2 separate regions of the Zea mays genome follow, and region 1 is linked to region 2. The links are chromatin contacts, called in public Hi-C maps. All regions are on one chromosome and are shown on one strand. The core of a region is the stretch at or near the end of the contact, and the rest is flanking DNA. Distances in the headings are between cores, read along the strand shown. Region 1 holds the start of LOC100285134. Region 2 holds the start of LOC100285526.

Evidence for each region. A called contact is a pair of places that touch in the nucleus more often than the background predicts.
Region 1: a Hi-C map of bundle sheath shows a contact between it and region 2, with 5 times the contacts expected there. The contact joins the promoter of LOC100285134 here to the promoter of LOC100285526 in region 2. A contact is called at or near these places in 3 of 25 Hi-C or Micro-C datasets (bundle sheath, ear and leaf mesophyll).

What each region holds. Positions count from the first base shown.
Region 1 is chr10:70,044,538-70,047,821 of Zm-B73-REFERENCE-NAM-5.0, forward strand. LOC100285134 reads right to left here and starts at 1,654. Exons shown (of 1, transcript NM_001294297.2): 1 at 296-1,654. The coding sequence starts at 1,535. The coding sequence ends at 675.
Region 2 is chr10:69,842,529-69,845,355 of Zm-B73-REFERENCE-NAM-5.0, forward strand. LOC100285526 reads left to right here and starts at 1,514. Exons shown (of 1, transcript NM_001158417.1): 1 at 1,514-2,768. The coding sequence starts at 1,658. The coding sequence ends at 2,593.

The sequences.
Region 1 (3,284 bases), core at 404-2,903, 200 kb after region 2:
GTACGACTGCATCCGAAAAACAGCGAAGCACACGGTTGTCACTCGTCCGCACCCAGCTGCCTCACACTCACCACAATAACTGCTCCTGTCGTCGCGCTGGCGCCGCGCCGTTCCCACGATGGGATCTAACCAAACCGCGTAGTTTATCCAGGCAAAAAAAACCTTGGAGGACGGACGGTGATGCACCGAATCCCAAAGCAATTCAAATCGGAGTCAATCGACAGGGTAGTATAGTAATGTTCGTACCTGGTCGAGACTGACACCATGTGTTAGGTGTCGTTGCTTTGTAACGGATACTACAACGTTGCCTTCCCTTTTGTTTTCACGGTGTATGTAGTACAGTAGAATTCACGTTATTATCTTTATGAACTCCCTTTCAGTAACAAATCTCACAAACCGTAAAGAAAAACACAGAGAGAAAGAAGAAAACATTCAAGGGCACTAGTAGTGTATAAATGTGCGGCAAAATGTACATGGAATGGAAGGCAACAACATCTGTCCTGCCCTGTCCTGTGCATCCATCCATCAAGAACAGCGGTGACGAACAAACACCATTGATGATTAATTAGATGAGGAACAGGAAGCAAGAAATCGTCGGGGGGGCAGGGCAGGGCACTGTGTGGGACGGACGGCGACCGCGCGAACGGATCGGGGATAACAAACAAACCAATGAATCAGTTGCGGGAGCACTCGGCGGGGAAGCCCTGCGGGAAGCGCCAGCCGTCGTCGCAGTAGTTGTAGTGCATGTAGTTCTGCCTGGCCCAGGCGACGGTGCCCCACTCGGCGGCGTCGAGCTGGCGGCTCATCCAGCGGTCGGTGCCGGCGGGGCAGGAGAGCGGGCGGCCGTCGCCGTCGGGCACGCAGGCGTCGGCGGAGTAGCCGCGGTAGGAGACGGCGAAGGGCGCGGCGGACCAGTCCACCTTCACCTTCCCCTGCTGCGTGGCCCAGTAGCTGCCGTCCCACAGCGTGGCGTGCACCGACATGGGCTTCCCGCCCGGGTACGCCAGGTCCGGGTACCGCTTGAAGCACCGCACGAAGAGGTCGTCCACCTTGAAGATGACGTTCTTGTCGTTCCAGATGATGGTGTAGGTGTGGAAGTCGGCGGCCGGGTCGAACCACAGGTAGAACTGGTGCTCCTTCTTGCCGTCGCCGTTGGCCCACACGTTGGTGTTCAGCACCACGGGCTGCCCGCTGGCGTTGCCCATGAACTCCATGTCGATCTCGTCGTGCCCGGGCCCGTCGCCCGACGACAGGTAGAAGGAGGTCACGGTGCCCGCGGAGTTGCCCGGGATCAGCCTCATCTGGATGCTGAACTCCCCGTACAGGTACTTCTGCCGCGAGCTGAAGGCGCCGCCGGACTGCTGCGTCAGGATCAGAGACGTCACCTGCTGCCCCTGCGCGTTGTAGTCCGCGCGCACGTTGCCCTCCGTCGTGAACTTCTCGTACAGCCACGAGTCCGCCGACGCCGCGGCGGCCAGGAGAGCCAGAGCGAGGAGCAAGGACACGGAACGCCGCGCCATGCGGTCCATGCTCATGCCAGTGCTCTGCTTCGCTTGTCGGAGATGAGATGGGATGGGATGAGAGGAGAGGAGGCGGCTAGCTGTAGGCCAGTAGCTGACTGGCTAGTGGAGTGATGATGAAGCCGTGAAGCAACTGGTGCTGCGGCCAAGCACAGGATGTGGCGCCGGCTTTATACTGCTGGATGCCCTGCTTTTGGGCACGGGCCGCGGCCCACGGGAGAGGGCGGGCCACACGTTTTGTTGATGCGTGGGGCACGGCAACGCGGCACCGTCCCCCTTTTCGCTTGCGGTGTCGGGCGGGCGCGAAGCTTCTGATCGTGACATCCTCGCCAGGACTAGGAGGAGATGGATTGCCAACAAGCAACAATATCTGCGCGCTCCTATTGGGTGTTTGTTTGTACGCTCGCAGATTAGCCTAGCCCGGAAGGGGAAGAACTGGGTGTGAGCTGTTCATGTGCCCCCGTCACCGTTCCAAAAAAAAAACACTACCCTAAATTTATTGAAGACCAATCCATCATAAATTTGGCTAAGATTATATATAAATGTATCAAAACAAAAAAAATGCATTGTAAAACGTAGTACATGATAAATTGAATCGCACAGACGTGATATTACGTAAATGCATATTATTTTTACAAATTTGGTTAAACTAATAACAATTTGATTTTGATTAACCTAAAAAGTTTATTATTTTGGTGGGGATGGAGTGGAGCACGTATCGAGAAATTGTATCAAAACACAAGCGTGGTTTTAGAAGCGGTATGTTGTCACATATGGAGTGTCTAGAAACCATCCAATCGCTGGAGAATGTGTTGGGTCTAGTACCGAGAATATGAGCCAGCCTTTTTAGGTTAACATGAGCACATTTCCAAAATAAGAGCCCAAACCAGGGTCTAACATGAAATAATTTAGGCTGGGCCTCAAATTTAAGGCATGTCGGGCCCCAGCACGGTCCGCACGCATGGGTCGGGCTTAGGCCTGTCCGACCCAACGAAGCTCATGTTGGCGCCGATTCAGGCGTCAATCACTGCGTTGAGAACCAGCGGCGGTGCTCTCTGCACAGGCGCGGACGGTCCGCGCCTAGGGGCTAAACGGTCTGTGACCTGTAGCAGGGCTAGAGTTCCCTGTCTGTCAGGCCGGACGGTCCGAGCCTATAGGCCGGAAGGTCCGCGCGTGCGCAGGGGCGGCGAAGTTCGCCGACGGCGCCTGAATCTCGCTCCCGGGAGGGACCTCATCGGGGAGAAGAGATTCTAGGTGTTGTCTAGGGTCAGCAGACTGATCTAAACACCTCTAATCGACGTAGAGCCAAAGAGAAGCGAATAATTTAGGGATTGAGAGGCTAAACTAGAACTACTCCTAATGCCTAAGGTAAAAACGAGAGATAAAATGATTATTGATTCGATTGTTGATGACTAATCGGCCGTATTCCTCTGTATTTATAAAGGAGGGGGCTGGACCCGTTACAAACAAACTTCCCGAGCCAATTCCGTGAATATAGCCAACAATTGTAGCAAGAAACTCAGAACCCTAACTGACTCTGTGTGCGGGGACCGTCCGCACCACCACTGCGGATCGTCTGGCCTCGGGGCCGGATCGTCCGCACAGCAATGCCCCCTGCCTTTTGGTGGAGCTGAGCGAACCAAAAGCAACTAACACGAAGTGATCGCATTGGTTTCCTTAGGCATTTTGCCACATACTAGGATGATACTATTTGAGGAAACGCCCGTTTAACGCCTTGGGCAAGTCTTTGCCTTGTAATGTTTG
Region 2 (2,827 bases), core at 264-2,763:
TTATCGATTTTAAACTTATGGGAGTTGTTCCAATGAAGCTCATATAAGCTAGAGTTGTTTGGTGACAAATAATAGATTTTGTTATAAAATGCATCTGTGGTTCTCAAACTAGGCATGGTGTATCACTTGGGTCCTCGGACTCTCAAAACCAGAAAAACGAGTGTTGTAACTTGGCTGGCTCATCTAAAACTAGGTTTGCTCAAACCAGATGACAACATGACGTGACACGTTGGAGCACACTAATGAAAGTTCGGGGGACCCAAGTAATACAACATGCCAAAATTCGGGGACCTAAGTGGCACAACATGGCAAGTTTGAGGACCAAAGTGACTCTAGGGTGGCACGCCACGTCGGCATCTGGTTTAAGCAAACCTAGTTTTGAATGGACTGATCAAGTTACAGTACCTGTTTTCCTGTTTTTTGGAGTTTGAGGACTCAACTGACACAACATGTCAAGTTCGAGGACCGCATATGCATTTTACTCGGAAAATATACTCCCTCTAGGTCCAAATTATAAGTCGTCCTAGACAAAGTTTGAGTCAAACTTGTAAAACTTTGACTACAAATAGGTGTTTCATTATGTAGTTTTGAAACATAATAGTCATATGCACCGATTTATCTTTAAAAGTATTTTCACAAAAGTATAAGTGTATTGAAAGTTCATTTGTATTTTAACAAAAAATTTGGACTAAACTATTTTTGTCGTGTCGTTGTCCTAATCGACTTATAATTTAGACTTTGATGGAGTATTTGCAAGTACTGTAATAATGTAATACTCCAAGGCGGTGACTAAGAAAAATCCATGGATGATCTATACTAAGGGCGTGTTTTGTCGTGGCTTTGCTCCACTACAGAGCAGCTCTACTCCAAAGCTCTAAGTGGAAAAGCTATACTCTAGAGTTTAAATAGCTTTCTCATAATCTGTGACAGTGGTGAGTAAATAACTCCAAACTCCATGTATGGATTTCTTTTTAGAGTTTTCGGAGTAGGAAAAGAGGTACTATAAGGCCCTATTTGAGATAGTTCTAGCTTTAGAAATTTGGTGGAGTTGGTAGAACAGGTCATTAGGTGCTCTAGAAAATCGTGGAGCTATATATAAATCATTTTGTTTATTATTTAGATTAAAAATATTTTTAAAACTATTTAAATTCATATTATAAATTATAATTCCACACTAGAGCTGAAACCTGTAGCCATTCTAAACACTCCTTAAAAATTTATACTACATCTCTCAAAACTCCATAGAGTTTGTAACTGTGGAGTTCAGGTGTTGGAATAGATCTGTCCAGCTCCTCATTAGAGAGTTTTGTTTTGAATCCATACCGAATACACCTTAGTCTTAACTTAGAATAAAGAGTGGTGGTAAACCGGTAGTGGTAGGGGGAAAAAAAGAGAAGCGAGGCATTGACTTTGCACAGCCCAGCAGGCAGCTCGTCGTCTAGCATTTGGTCCTCTCGTTCGCACCTCCGCCATTTCTACCTATAAAACTCACCCTCCACCTGTTTCCCACCTCACAATCCCACAACCCAAGAAGCCACAAGAAAGCAGCAGCAGCACCGCACGGACCTGACCTCCAACTACAAGCGACGATCCAGGCTCCAGAGCCCCACGCAAGGCCGGAAGGAGACAGGCAGCAGCCCGGCAGAGCAGCTAAGCCATGGCGGTGGACCTCATGTCCTGCGGCGGCGGGGCGTACGAGCAACTGGCGTTCCAGGAGGCAGCCGCGGCGGGGCTCCGCAGCCTGGAGTTGCTCGCTTCCTCGCTCTCCCCGTGCGGCGCGGGGCGGGCGGAGTCGCCGCCGCTCGGGCAGATCGCCGACCAGGCGGTGTCCCGGTTCCGGCGCGTCATCAACCTGCTGGACCGCACGGGGCACGCCCGCTTCCGCCGCGCGCCCGCCGTCGCCGCGGTGGAGCCCATAGAGACGGAGACGCCAGCGTCACAGCAGGCGGCGGCGGAGCCGCCTCATCAGGCTCAGAACAAAGCCCTGACGCTGGACTTCGCCAAGTCTGTCCCGCCGGCAGCGAACAAGAAGGCCCCGCGGGCGCCGGCCGTGTCCGCGACTTCGACCTCGTTCCTGTCGTCCGTGACCGCGGGCGGCGAAGGGAGCGTGTCCAAGGGGTGCAGCCTCGCCGCCGTGTCCTCGGGCAAGCCGCCTCTCCCGAAGCGCACGTCGCCGTGCCCCGCCGCTGCTCCGCCGGGGGCGCACCACGCCGAGTCCGGCGCTGGAGGTTGCCACTGCTCGAAGAAGAAGCGCAGCCGGCAGGGCCTGTCCCGGCGCACGGTGCGCCTACCCGCGGCCGCGGCAACGCCGGGGTCGCAGCCGCCCGGCCACGTGCCGGCGTCGTCGGACGTACCCCACGACGAGTACTCGTGGCGCAAGTACGGGCAGAAGCCCATCAAGGGGTCCCCTTACCCGCGCGGCTACTACCGGTGCAGCAGCGCCAAGGGTTGCCCCGCGCGGAAGCACGTGGAGCGCGCCGCCGACGACCCGGCCGTGCTCGTCGTCACCTACGAGGGCGACCACCGCCACGACGGCGACGGCGACGGCGACGGCGGCGTTGGCGCTGGCGCTGCCCGCTCCCGCGCGGCGTGAAGATCGTTTGCTTCCCGCCGTAGCAGTCAGTGTAGCAGCGGTAGTCAAGTCAATCGATACTAGTAGTAGACCTCTTGTTTCATTTGTTCTTCGGATTAGTGGTAGATCGAGCTTTGCTCCTGTAAAAGGAATTAAAGAGCATTTAAACTTAATCTCGCCATGAACTTTCTCCAAATCTACGTATTATTTTATCTTCTATGCATAAGCGTCAATTTCTCGGGGATTATATATATA